Linked DNA regions of Sus scrofa: all the other regions are linked to region 1. Evidence: chromatin contacts called from public HiChIP or PLAC-seq data. All regions are on one chromosome and are shown on one strand. Each heading gives the region's core, a stretch centred on a gene start, on an enhancer-like site or on the middle of the called end of the contact. The rest is flanking DNA. Distances are from core to core; before and after follow the strand shown.

Region 1 (3,428 bases), core at 238-2,737:
CCTATGAGATTTGGCACGTGTCACTCAGACAGTCGAACATTCCCAGTTTGTTTTCCCAGGGCATTATGTGATCACCCTGAGAAGGAGTAGCCTTCATTCAAATGACTGCCCTCCTGCTCTGGGCACCAGAATCCCATCTACTGTCCACGGGTGCAGATAGTGTCAGGGCCATGACCCTGCCTAGGCATTCTGATCTTTAGTTGAGGGATCAGGCATCTTTTTCTTATTATAAAATACCATATATATATATATATTTTTTTTAAAGGGCCACACCCATGGCATATGGAAGTTCCCAGGCTAGGGGTTAAATCAGAGCTGCAGCACAGCCGGCCTACACCACAGCCACAGCAATGAGGAACCTGAGCCATGTCTGCGACCTACACAGCAGCTCATGGCAATGCCAGATCCTTAACCCACTGAGCAGAGCCAGGGATCGAACCCATGTCCCCATGGAGACTAGCCCGGTTCATTACCACTGTTCCACAACATGAACTCATTAAAAAATACTATATTAAAGTGCAATGTACATGCAGAAATGTGCACATGTCTAAGTATATCACTCGGCAAATGTTCAACTGACCTGATCAAGCAACAGAGATTTACTCGCACCCAGACTCTCCCTTCCTGCTTTCCCCCGAACTTCCGCCTCCCCCAACAAAGACCAGAACCCTGCTGACCTTTCCCAGCATAAATTGTTTTCGAACTTTATATAAATGGACTCATACAGCCTGCCTGCTCCTATATCTTGCTTCTTTTTCCAACAACATGTGTCAGATTCAGTCATGCTGCTGTGTGTAGTTGGAAATTGTTTATTCTCATTGCTGGATCATATTCCATTAGGTGAATATTCCTGATTTCTTTATTCCTGCAATGGTTGGTGCGCATTGAATAGTTCCCAGAGTGGGGCTATCACAAACAGTGCTGCTATAAATACTCTGGGCTCTGGGTGATCCTAGGTACCCATTTCTGCTGCGTAAATATCCAGGAATAGAATTGCTAGGTTGGTAGGGTAGCATATGTTCAATGTTAATAAACAAAGGGTATTTTTAACAAATACTCCTAGCTCCTTTTTTATTTCCTCTGTTTTTCTCTCCTCCTCTTCTTCCTCATTTTTTTTTCTTTTTAGGGCCGCACCCATGTCATATGGAGGTTCCCAGGCTAGGGGCTGAATTGGAGCTACAACTGCCAGCCTATGCCACAGCCACAGCAAAGCCAGATCCGAGCCGCCTCTGCAACCTACACCACAGCTCATGGCAACACCGGATCCTTAACCTCGTGATCAAGTCCAGGGATCAAACTGCATCCCTCACGGACATTATGTTGGGTTCTTAACCCACTGAGCCACCACGGGAACTCTTACTTTCTTCTTTAAGCTTCCGTTTAACAAGATAAAACCCATGTGTGCTGGCCTCACAGCCCGTGTTCACAGTCCAAATGCAGGCTCGCCACTGCTCTTAATAGTCCACAGCATGGCAGAAACCAGGAAGTTTCAAAATCTGGGTTTACTATGAATTCAGGGATGGCTGAAGGGAAAGTACACAGAGCATAACTCCCAGTGTTACTATGAGCTGTGGCTTCTCTGAGAGCCTGACCAGCCCAGGCTTGTCCTCAGAGCCCCTTACAGAATGGCCTTCCTGCCTGACTCCCCCAGGGCCTGGGGAGCCTGTCTTCCAGAGTCCAGGCTGCCTCCATGTCCTGAACACTCCGCATCCTGCCAACAGCCCCTGCACATCCATGGCTGATCTGGATCTGTGCAGAGGAGACTTCTGCTGACGCACATATATATGGCTCAGCCTCCAGAGCCCTTGACTTTGAACCTTCCATCCTCCCCTTCGCTGCAAAGTGGCCTTGAGCAAGTCCCTCAAAAACCACTGTTGTCGCTAAAATTAGATTATGGTAATTAATCTGTAAAATTCGATTAAAGGTAATCCTCACTTCACAGGATACATTTGAAGATCATATGAGACATGCATGTAATGTGCTTAAAACCCAGCCTGGCAGGCAGCTGGCACAGAGACGCGGGCTCGAATTACGCTAGGATCAGGAAGTTCATTTCCCAAAGGCACCTGCCTTCAGGGTAGGGATCCTCCCAATTTGCCACCACCCCCACCCACCACGGGTGTAAAGTGACTTCATATTCGTGCTGTGTGGGATTCTGAGAGAAGAAAGCAGGAAATGGAGAGTCTGCCCCAGAAGTACGTTTAGCTCAGGCAGAAGTGGATGATAACTTTTAAATGGTAACTCGTTTTTAGGTTTAAAAAAAATGGTTGGGTGCAGTTCCAGGCAGGACACCTGATTACAAATTCAGGGGAGGAGAAAGAGAGGACCGAGGGGTAGGGGGGACCTAAGAATAGCTTAATAGCTACAAAGGGATCTGATGAACGGAGCCTGGGCCAAGGGGACAGCCTGGTAGAAGCCAAACTAAAGGGACAAGGGGGGATTTGGTGGCCTGATTTAGCCAGGGCCACAGTGCTTACTAGCTAAGTGTTCTTGAACTTTGCCTATTCATATCTGTGGAATAAAGATAATCTTATCTTCCTGAGAGAATTGCTTTGTGGCTTAGGATTAAGATGAATAAATTGCCTAGCCTAGCAAACATAAAGACCTTATAAACGACACATTATTATTTGGAATCACACACACACAGTATTCCCCTAATGGGAAAGGAAAATAGCTCTGTGGGAATCTCATCCAGTGATGTTTCTAGCAGAACATAAATGGTCCTTTTAATGGCTCAAGGTTAAGACCAAGTACATGGGGTTTCTCTAGAAGGCCATAACACAGTGGCAAAAATGATCCCTGACCCCCTCTGAGGGCTGGCTGCTGTTACTGTTACCGATCTGGGTTCTTGGCCTCCCTTCATCAACAGAAATTGTAAGAGGCTGGACAGGAAAATTCAAGCAAGACTCTCTTGGGGCTCCTGCTATAACAGGGGGGTGGGGAGGGAAGGGGAAGAACAAATAACAGGTTCCCTTGCTTCCTGGCAGGGGCGGGTCCAGGGACCAAGCCAGAGGGGTGGCTTAGGTGGTCTGCCCACCCCTTAGGTGGCGCTGGGTCCAGGGCCCATGCACAGTCCCCTGCTTTTGCTCTCAGCTCTTCAGAAGTAGCAATTGGGGTTTTAGATTTTTTTGTATCTTCTGGCCTGTAATTTGCCCCAATGGTGCATGTACGCAATTAATTTTAGTCCCTTATAGTTTCTTCGGATTTTGTTGCTCAAGGAGATGTTTGTCCAGGTGCAAGCATTGCAGCTACCACAGCAAGGGTCCCAGGTCCCAGGTCCCAGCCTGTCTCATTATCAAAGACCACCCCCCCTTTTCTGCTTTGTTTCTCTTGACTCCTGAACTCAGATTACTGAGATTGTTGAAATGACCCCCTCTTGACAATCTCTAATCCAGAACCCCCTCCCCTTCCTGGACACCTCCTTATTA
Region 2 (3,428 bases), core at 522-3,021, 380 kb after region 1:
AGTGAGCTGTGGTGTAGGTTGCAGACACGGCTCGGATCCCAAGTTGCTATGGTTCTGGCATAGCCTGGCGGCTACAGCTCCAATTGAACCCCTAGCCTGGGAAACCTCCACATGCTGCGGGAGCGGCCCTAGAAAAGGCAAAAAAAAAAAAAAAAGAGTATAAATGGATGAGGTAGATCATAACTCTTCGTTTGCAGGGTGCTTAGTTGGCTTTGTTTATGAGGTACAGTACTTCACATTTTCTCCTTCTGTGCCTCCACATTCTGGAGCTTGCACTCTTGGTCACTTTCTCCCAGAGCTACCAATTGGGCATGAATGAACGAGTGAACAAATAAAAACAGATGGATAATTATTGAACTGTTTTCAAAAATACCCATCTCAGAGGTCCATTGCGGCTCGGCAGGTGAAGGACACATTGTTGTCTCTGTGAGGATGTGAGGTCAATCCCTGGTCTCGCTCAGTGGGTTAAGAATCTGGCATTGCCACAAGCTTCATCGCAGGTCATAGATGAGGCTCAGATCCATTATGCTGTGGCTGTGGTGTAGGCAGGCAGCTGCAGCTCCGATTCGACCCCTAGCCCAGGAACTTCATATATTTCACAATGTGGCCGTAGGAAAAGAAAAAAAAATCTCATCTCATTTTATAACACCCGGTGAGGTGGACTTGCTGTCCCCATTTAAAATGAGGATGCCATCAGATGAAGAGAATTACCCAGTAAGTGGCGGAGCGGGGATTCTGCCTCCCATGCTTTCTCCGGTAAATCTCAGCTGCCTGCTGTTGTTCAGGGGTAGAGAGATCTCAGAATAGAGGATGTTTTCTGGGATGCTCAACCTTTGTTGAAAGACTATAAAAGTAGAAATATTTAAAAAATAGTGAAACACTAAGGGGGAAAGGGGAGGAATGAAGCAGAAGCAGATAAAGGTAAGCCAGAAATGGATATCTGATGAATTATCTATGCCAACAAGAAGATGGAAAAAGGAATGCTGGCTTGCATCCAGTTCCCCATTAAAGATGAAAGTTTAAGTTTGGGGGAATACTTTGAGATTCTCTAGAAAGTTCTGTAACCTGGGAGCTGAGGAATAAACAACCACTAATATGTGTTGAGCCCTTCCGATGCACCGGGCACTGCACCGAATGCTTTACCTATGGTACCTTGTTGCTATGGGCGACCTTGTCTGTATTATCTGCATTTTATAAATGAAGAAATTAAGGCTTGGAGAGGAAGAGGAGGTTCCACCTGTCCCGCACCTGGTCAGCACAAAGCCAGTTTTTCCAAATGATGAGAGCAATGGGGGGTGCTGCCAACCTCGAATCTCTAGGAAGGAGAGGGCATCTAGAGCGCCACTGAGTGGAGGGTGAACTTGGCCCTTCTCTCCTGCTGGTAAAGGAGTCAAGAACGGTGTGTTTCACTCAACAGGCAGGGTGAAGCATGTGGGCCTGAACAACAGGCGTCCCTGACACTACCCCACCCTGGGCTAGAAAGCAGGGCTGGAGAAGGAGTGCTCTAAATTCAAAATCTTAGAGATGGATCAATTTCAGATGATGATGGGGTCTAAGAAATCACTTCTTTCAGTCAACAGTTATTCAGTACTTCCTAACACCTAAGCACACATGGGCGGTCCCTAGTCCCAAATAAATGCAGGGCTGTGGTTGTCACGGGCAGAGGCTCTGAAGTCAAAGTGCTGAGTTAGAATCTCAACGTGGCTCCTCACCAAGTGAAGTGGAGCAAGTTCCTTCTCTTTGGCTCAATTTACTCTGCAGCTGGGGTAATAACCATACTTAGCACATAGTGTGGTTAGGGGATTATCTCATACCGCCTTTAGTGCGGAACTTGGCCTAATACAGGCATGTCGTAAAAATAAGCCACCATAAGGGCAGGAGGTGATCAACAATTAAATCATCAAATTCTTCGTTACAACTTGACAGATGTCACGAAGGGTGAGCACAGGGTGCAGCTGGAGCAGGACTGGGGCCTGAGTCGAGATGGGGGACCATGTCAGCCTCCTTGCATGAGCAGGTGGCATGCAAGCCTAAAGCAGGTGGTGTGGGCAGGGAGAGCGAGCGAAAAAGAAACTTCCAAGACTAACGAACAACACGTGTAGGATCCTGAGCTGCAGAATTATTATTTTTTTCCTGTTTAAATGTACATGAGGATATTCTTCTTTTTTTTTTTTTTCCTGTCTTTTTGCCTTTTCTAGGGTCGTACCCATGGCATCTGGAGGTTCCCAGGCTGGGGGTCCAATCAGAGCTGTAGCCGTTGGCCTACACCAGAGCCACAGCAACACAGGATCCAATGCGCGTCTGCAACCTACACCACAGTTCACGGCAACGCAGGATCCCCAACCCATGGAGCAAGGCCAGGGATCGAACCCGCAACCTCATGGTTCCTAGTCGGATTCGCCAACCACTGAGCCACGATGGGAGCTTCGAGGATACTCTTCTTCATTCAGTTTCTTTCTCTCCCATTTCAAACTGTCCTGTCCCTCCTACCCATCTGCAGCACCATCTGGCAGAGTCAAACGTCGCCACTTAGAGGCAGAAGATAAACGGCTTCCATTTTGCACGGACCCAGACCAGGAACAATGGAAGTGTTCCTAGCCCAACTGCCTTCATGGTGACATTTTATTATTACAGATTTTCCCTGCTTAACACCTTCCGGTGGCTTCCCCTTCCCTCAGCGTGCATCCAAACACCTTGCCATGGCCTCTGGCTCATGGCCAGTACTTGGCCCCTCACTCCCTCCCCACCAGCCACATGCCTTTGCTCTTTCATCTGTGCTTTGCTCTCCCTTCTTAGACGGTGCAGGGCTCCCCAGATCACCCAGCTCAGGCCTTTGCTCACTTGTCACCCCCTCAGGGAGGCCTTCCCTCCGCCTCTACCTGCAGCAGCATTTCCCTGGCATCTCTCTCCCTGCACACTGCTTTGTCTCCTTAGCACTGCTTGTTGCCTGAAAGAGTAACCACGTGTCTGCCCCTCTACACAGATGCTATGATATCAGCTCTATGAAAGGAAAAGTTTGTCTAATCCACTGTAATATTTCCAGAATTTAGGACAGTGCCTGGCACAGAGCAAGTGCTTAGTAAATATTTGTGGACTAAATGAACTGTCCACACAATCACTTCTATTTGGCTTATCATTATGTCCCTGTCAGTTTTACTCTTTTTGCAGCAGTTAAATGTGTATGTGTGTGTGTGTGTGTTTAGAGACAGAGAGAGGGAGAGGAATTGTCTGTTTCTGTGATTCCAGAAAATTTGAAAACTTCTGCAGAACTGCAAAAATTCTTGGCAAGCCAGAACTGAGTCAATAAAATACAGAATAAAGGTATGGGATTACAGTCAGATGACCAAAAAAGGTTAGACAATCTGCAAAACAAACAAAAAACTAGCTCTTTGATTTTTTTTTTTTTTTTTTTGGTCTTTTTTGTCTTG
Region 3 (3,428 bases), core at 356-2,855, 310 kb after region 1:
AACTGCAATGTTATCATTCTGGTACAAATTCTCTCAAAACCATGCAGTGATCAGAGATTCTTTCTTCTTTCTTATTCCCAGCATGTGACTGCTCACCAAAGCCTGGCTAATCTCCCGCCTGAGTCCCCTTTAAATCTGCCCTGATGCTCCACTGGTCTGCAACTGCTCAGTTTAGGCAGCACCTTCTCTTGTCCAGACTATCAAGATCAACTTCCAACCCCTCTCTCTGCCTCCAGTACCTTCTTTACCATCAAAATCTAACCTCTAGATCGAGGGATTTATCAGAAATGCAAATCTGTCATCCTGTTTCTCGTCGTTCCCTAAAGCAGTCATTTCCCCCCATAATATCGTACAAAACCCCCACATAACAAAATGATAAAACTGGAGCTGCTCAGCTGAAGGAGACTCGTGAGATGGGTTAATGGGAGGAGGGGGAACAGACCTCCACGCACCCACTCAGCCTTCCTGGGGTCTCCCCCAGCTTTCCCGACAGCCCTGGCAGCCGTTCTGAGCAACCACATCCACAGAACCAGCAGTATCCATGGAACTCTGTTTGAAAACCCCATCTCTAAAAGCTAAAATCATACTTCCCTGCATAGCAAGAAAGGCCACCTGTAATCTAACCTCCACTCACTGCCCCAACTCCATCCCCTCTCGTCATTCCCTAGAGACCCTCTGAGCTCTGCAGCTGTGCTGACAGTGGGGCAGTCACTAGTCACATGCACATTCTTTAGATTTCAATTAAATTAAATAATTAAATTAAAAACCCAGTCCCTCTGTCTCAAGTGCTCCAGAGCCACAGGTGTCCAGTGGCAGCTCCGATGGGCATCACCAGATGCAGAATATTTCCACCTCTGCAGTAAGATTTATTGGACAGCGCTGCTCTGGAGATCCCAAAGTACCTGCAGTTCCCCGAACCCCACCCGCTTTCTCACAGTCTAGAGATTTCTCTATCCTCTCTGTTAAGCATCATTTTCTCTCTGTTCTCTATCTGGTAAATTCCGCACGTTTTTCAAGAGTCTGTCTGGAGAAGCCTGCCTTTGGGAACCTTCCCCTAATGTTCCAATCTCCTATCTCATTCAGGGACGTGGCTTGAGCATTGGCTTCTTTCTTCTCTGAACATTTTATCTGCAGAAATCCTTTTAAGCTCCTGCCAGGGCTGGTGGAAAATAGTGAAGAGATCCAGCCCTCTTCTCACGGTTTTATAATTATTTGCTTGGCCGTGTATATTGTAATCAGACTGGGAGCAGAGATATTTTAACTCATTTTCATAATCAAAGCAATCAATAAATACTCATTACATTCATAAAGGATGGAGACTAATCAGGTTACTATATACATTTGCGTGAAAATGATAATCACCATGGAAGTGGTGACTGTTGTAGGCAGATAATGACCACTGCTCCCGCAAGGAGGTCCCCATCCCATCACTCAGAATCTTGCAAGATTGTTAAGCCTTATTCAGGTTGGCCAATGGCATCACAATGTAACCCTTCAAACTGGAAGAAGGAGGCAGAAGAGACGTTCAGAATAATGCAATGTGAGAAGGCTTCAATCTGCAGTCGCTGGCACTGACGTGGCGGAAGATGGCCATGAGCCAAGGAATGTGTGTGGCCTTTAGAAGCTGGAAATACGAGAAAACAGACTCTCCCCCAGAGCCTCCAGATAGGAACATAGGCTGCCTGCCCCTGGCTTTTCTTCCACTGAAACCCATTTCAGACTTCTGACCTCCAGAACTATGAGAAAATACGTTTGTGCTGTTTTCAGCTGTTGTGTTTGTAGTCATTTGTTAGAACATCAAAAGGACATGGATACAGTGGAGTTAAGAAGGGAAGGGTCCCTGACCTGGGAATCTTTGCATGCTACAGGCATGGCCAAAAAAAAAAAAAAAAAAAAAAAAAAGCATTAATACAGAAAAGAAGAAAAAAAAAAAAAAAAAGGTACATTTAACTAGGGGATTTGTCAGCCCTGGGATCCTGGAGTCCAATGTGGGAAGGAAGCCCCATTGCCACACAATGAGGACATCATCACGGGACCCCACACAGAGAGGACATGTCCTGGGCTCTGGGTTTAGTCTGAGAATCACGGTCAGGTGTGAGGGGGTTTCACCAGACCCCTGGAGCTGGTGATCACAGTACAGGCAGGACGAGAACTTCTTTTGCAAGGCAATCACCCAGCTCTAACACCTAGTCTAGACTTTAACCTCTTTGAGAGCCGAGAAAATGAACAAATACTTTCTAAAAGTGCACAAGTATTTAGCCTGTTGCATGAATTAGAAAAATATGTACCGCGTGGCCTATAAAAACACTGTAGAGCTTCCACAAGCACAGTGGAAATTTTATTTTGTACAGTGTAAATGGAGTAAGTTATGTTATAACTCTACCTGTGCAGGCAATGGAGAAGCTTCTAGTCAGAGAAACTATAAATATTTACCATCTATTTCCTAGTCAGAGTTTCAATATGAATCGAATAATTTTCTATGATGTTGTTGTGTTTTGGTAAAGGCATTTGTCTAACTAATATCTTTTATCCCGGGAACCATTCCTTTGGATGCTGGGAGGAAAAGCCTGGCCACAGTCTAGCAGTGGAGATGGAGCTGAGAAGTGTTAGCAGTGTCTTTGCACTTTAACTTGGGAAAAGTTTCTAAACTTCTCAGGAGGTGATGATTAAAGCCTGTCTTGAAGGAAAAGGAGATGTCTGCCAGGTGAAGAAGGTGGGGTCGGGGTGTCTCCAGGAACACACGGAGGAGGGTGGCACTGCTGGCGATGAGCGTTAGCCTGAAGCATGGTTCTGGGTGTGGCTAATTCAGTCCTTCAGCCTTCCGGGGCAGAGTGTAGGTGAAGGAGGGAGGGAAGCGAGGAGAGAGCGCCTAGAAGGAAGCTGAAGGTCAAATCTTTGAGAAGCCATGTATTCCCTGCTATAATCAGGGCCCCTAAAGGTTTTTTGTTTTTTTTTTTAACTTTATTGGGGTATAGTTGACTTACGATGTTGTATTAGTTTCAGGTGCACAGCAAAGTGAATCAGTTATGCATATACATATATGCATTTTTTTTTGTCTTTTTATCTTTTCTAGGGCTGCACACGTGGCATATGGAGGTTCCCAGGCTAGGGGTCTAATCAGAGCTGTAGCTGCCGGCCTATGACAGAGCCACAGCAACTCAGGATCCAAGCTGTGTCTGCAACCTACACCATAGCTCACAGCAGCAACCTACACCATAGCTCACAGCAACGCCGGATCCTTTACCTACTGATCAAAGCCAGGAATAGAACCTGCAACCTCAAGGTTCCCAGTTGGATTCATTAACCATTGAGCTATGATGGGAACTCCCATACATCCATTCTTTTTCAGATTCTTTTCTCATACACGTTATCACAGAGTATCGAGTAGATTTCCCTGTTCTGTATAGTAGGTCCTTGCTATTTATCTA
Region 4 (3,428 bases), core at 692-3,191, 290 kb before region 1:
TTCAGAGGAAAACCAAGAGGAAGTCATGCCCTACAAGCCAAGTGAAGGTAGTGTGTCAGAAAGGCAGAGAGAAACAGTGGATACTACTGATAGATCAGACGCAAAGCCTGTGGAGTGACCGTGGAGCTGAACCACGTGCAGCTTGCTGACCTTGACCAGAACTGTTGCTGCAGAATGATCAGGCAGGAACCTGGTTGGAGTGGGTTCAAGAGAGGATGGGAAGACAAGAAGTAGAGATCGCAAAGTGCTAAAAAAAACTCTTTAAGGCATTTTGCTACAGAAAAAAAGGTGGACAAATGGGATAAGAGCTAGAGGGGGGTGTGAGTTTCAAAAGATGCGTGAGTGTAACATGGGCTACTACAGCAGGTTTGTTTGTTGGTGGGACACATCCTTTCATGGAGGGAAAGTAATAGTTCCTGAGGCCAAGGGGATAAGGTTGTCCTTGAGTGGGTGACGTGGGATAAGGTTGTCCTTGAGTGGGTGACGTGGGATAAGGTTGTCCTTGAGTGGGTGACGTGGGATAAGGTTGTCCTTGAGTGGGTGACGTGGGATAAGGTTGTCCTTGAGTGGGTGAAGTGTCCAAGCTGGTCTTGATTAGACCATGGCTCTTCCTCAACAGTTACAGAAGGGATGGCAGATCGTTTGGGCACAGAGGCAGGTGGGGTGGATGGGTGAATGTGGAGGTGGCAGGGTGCAGAATTTCTCTTCTTGCGGCTTCAGCTTTCATTATGACCTTGGAATCAAGTGTTCAGCTGAGAGTCAGGAAGAGGGAGAATGTGATGGAGGGCTGAAGAGAGGAGGAGGTGCATGACAGTCACCTAGGAAATCACGGGAGTGAGAGTGACTGGGGAAATGCAGCAGAACCACTTGGGCTAGGATGGACCTAGAAGAATGGTAGACATTTGCTGCCAGAAATTTAAGATAAGACCAGCCACCGTGGTGGGGTGGTTTTTCCAGCCTTGTGCAGCTGGAGGGTTGCAGGCACAGAATGACAGAGGGCTGAGTTTAATCAGGATGGGGTCTTGCCAGGTATGTGTAAGGAAGCGTGAAGATGGCGTGGACATTGAAGGTAGATGAAGGGGGGTTAACTACAGAGGGGAGGCAGGGTGTTGTGGGACCAAGTTCTCATTCATTCCTGCAGGTTGGGACTTGGAGCACCTCCAACGTTTTTTTCCCCCTCAAATGTAGTGTCTTGTGCAATAAACACACACAGAGTACAAGATTAATCTGCGGAATAAAGTCTAGCGCTTTTGTTGACTGTGGCTCACCTTTGAACCGGTTGCCCAAGTTGGGAATCACAAATCCTTGATTTTGGAGCCTGAGAACCAGGGACAGGTTGCCGCAACGTTATCAGATGTCACAGACCCTGTGTGTGACCTTGAAATGAACACGCTCTCAATGAGCCCGATCCTCACCCTTTGCAATCAGCCCACGTGGCTCACAGAGCCAACCCGGCAGCCACCAGCCCTCCCTTTATGGGAAATGGGTTTCAACAGGTTGATCAGTTGTTCCCACCCAGGTGTGAAGCCCAGTTCCTCCCTCTCCAGCCCTGCACCTGTCAGAGGACTTTGTACAGTTCTCTGCTTCTTACTCAGCTTATGGCCTCTTGTCAAGCACACGCCTCTGGGGGCCTCACTCTTCCTTTCTTGTGGCCTCCAGTGACTCAGCCGGCTTTCCCAAGGCTTCCTGTCCCCAGAGAGCCAGGCCCCTCTCCTCTCCTGGTCCTCTCTAAAGATAAGTCCTAGGGCCCTTTTGCTTTTAAAAGATGAATTGCCCATCACGAATATATAAGACAAATAGCAAACAGATCACAGATAGCTAAAACTGGTGCAATACAGAGTTTCTAGATTCCCAGCAAGGTTGGTTACAATACGGTTCAATGTATGGCTGGGGCTCTGGCTTGGGCTGGTGACTTTGACCATCCACTCTGCCCTCCTGTGTGTCACTCCTTTACACAACTGCCACAGTCACAACACCTCTGATCCTTCTGCTCACCAAATATGTGTGGGGTTTCCCCCACTGAGCACTTTCTGTGACACCAGTTGGGTGTCCTACGATTGAACTTGATTCTGATATGACCTACCTGGGGCAAGCTTCAGATCCCACAGGTTAAGGGCTCAGTCCCCAGGGACTTCTCCCCTCCCACTTCCGATGCCAACTGCAAGTGGATGGTCCCCCAGGTTACCTACAGCTTCTGTCGGAGCTGGCTTCCTACATGGTCTTCTTCCCCACAGATTCAATTACTGGCTAGAACAGCTCATAGAACTCAGGGAAACACTCACTTACGTTGGCTAGTCTATTAAAGGATCAAATGAACAGCCAGACAAAGAGGTACACAGGGTGAGTTCTGGAAGGGTCCTGGATGCAGGTGCTTCTGTCTCCGTGGAGTTGGGATGCATCACCAGCCTGGTACAGGGATGTGTTCACCAACCTGGAGCATCTCTGAACCCTTTCTGGGGGACATTTATAGAGGCCTCCTCATATAGACACAATGGATCATGAACTCCATTTCCAGCCCCTCTCCTCTCTCCAGGGAGGTAGTGGTGGGGGAGCTAAAACTTCCAAGCCTCTAATCATGGCTTGGTTTTTCTGCTGACCAGGTCCCACCCAGAGTCACCCCATTAGAACAAAAGATGCTTCTGGTCCTCTCATCACGTAGGAGGTTACAAGGGTTTCCGGGGCTCCGTGTCAGGAACCAGGATGAAGACCAAACATGTATTTCTTTTTTTTTTTTTTTTTTTTTTTTTTTTGTCTTTTTGCTATTTCTTTGGGCCGCTCCCGCGGCATATGGAGGTTCCCCGGCTAGGGGTCTAATCGGAGCTGTAGCCACCGGCCTCCGCCAAAGCCACAGCAATGCGGGATCCGAGCCGCATCTGCAACCTACACCACAGCTCACAGCAACGCTGGATCATTAACCCACTGAGCAAGGGCAGGGACCGAACCCACAACCTCATGGTTCCTAGTCGGATTCGTTAACCACTGCGCCACGACGGGAACTCCAAAACATGTATTTCTTATTACAAATCACACTGACACAGCTGGGGATTGGACACGGCTGCCTTTCGCTAATTCCCGAGGCTGAATTCACTGTTCACCACGGGAAGGTCTCCTGCTCCCCCAGGGCCTCCTAAGAGTCCCTGGCTGCAGCTCTGAGCGCCGGCGCCCCCTCCCTAGAGAGGAAGACGGACGTGGCCAAGGACCTCGGTCATCAGTGTTCATTTCCCCACAACCCCCGGGTGTTTCACGCCTCTGAACCTACATTTCCTCATTTCGAATCAGGGAGAGTAACAGATGTTTTATAGGCTGGGCAGAAAAGCGGGAGACGCAAAGCTGAGTTTTCTTTCCCTTTCCTTTCTTCGGAGCACACCCGGATCAGGCTGAACGGTCTTCCCCAAACCACATAGAGTCGAACGTGCAAAGCTTCTGAA

Evidence for each region. HiChIP or PLAC-seq counts read pairs in DNA pulled down with a chosen protein or histone mark.
Region 2: a contact with region 1 is called in an H3K27ac HiChIP or PLAC-seq map of alveolar macrophages. The contact joins two enhancer-like sites. A contact is called at or near these places in 2 of 47 Hi-C or Micro-C datasets (embryonic fibroblasts and epiblast stem cells) and 2 of 2 datasets of contacts at active chromatin or transcription factors (alveolar macrophages and skeletal muscle).
Region 3: an H3K27ac HiChIP or PLAC-seq map of skeletal muscle shows a contact between it and region 1. The contact joins two enhancer-like sites. A contact is called at or near these places in 1 of 5 promoter capture datasets (liver), 16 of 47 Hi-C or Micro-C datasets (alveolar macrophages, embryonic fibroblasts, epiblast stem cells and 8 more) and 2 of 2 datasets of contacts at active chromatin or transcription factors (alveolar macrophages and skeletal muscle).
Region 4: a contact with region 1 is called in an H3K27ac HiChIP or PLAC-seq map of alveolar macrophages. The contact joins two enhancer-like sites. A contact is called at or near these places in 1 of 47 Hi-C or Micro-C datasets (embryonic fibroblasts) and 1 of 2 datasets of contacts at active chromatin or transcription factors (alveolar macrophages).

Annotation. Positions count from the first base shown.
Region 1 is chr1:26,679,329-26,682,756 of Sscrofa11.1, forward strand. No RefSeq gene overlaps it. Among named protein-coding and RNA genes, the nearest start is that of OLIG3, 120 kb to the right of the region's middle. Within about 2 kb of position 1,488, at least 8 of the 83 cell types and tissues checked have an H3K27ac peak or open chromatin away from gene starts, as enhancers often do. A contact at or near this core is called in alveolar macrophages and skeletal muscle, where this site is marked.
Region 2 is chr1:27,061,825-27,065,252 of Sscrofa11.1, forward strand. No RefSeq gene overlaps it. Among named protein-coding and RNA genes, the nearest start is that of IL22RA2, 9.9 kb to the right of the region's middle. Within about 2 kb of position 1,772, at least 13 of the 83 cell types and tissues checked have an H3K27ac peak or open chromatin away from gene starts, as enhancers often do. A contact at or near this core is called in alveolar macrophages, where this site is marked.
Region 3 is chr1:26,987,501-26,990,928 of Sscrofa11.1, forward strand. No RefSeq gene overlaps it. Among named protein-coding and RNA genes, the nearest start is that of IFNGR1, 48 kb to the right of the region's middle. Within about 2 kb of position 1,606, at least 18 of the 83 cell types and tissues checked have an H3K27ac peak or open chromatin away from gene starts, as enhancers often do. A contact at or near this core is called in skeletal muscle, where this site is marked.
Region 4 is chr1:26,389,965-26,393,392 of Sscrofa11.1, forward strand. No RefSeq gene overlaps it. Among named protein-coding and RNA genes, the nearest start is that of PERP, 90 kb to the left of the region's middle. Within about 2 kb of position 1,942, at least 13 of the 83 cell types and tissues checked have an H3K27ac peak or open chromatin away from gene starts, as enhancers often do. A contact at or near this core is called in alveolar macrophages, where this site is marked.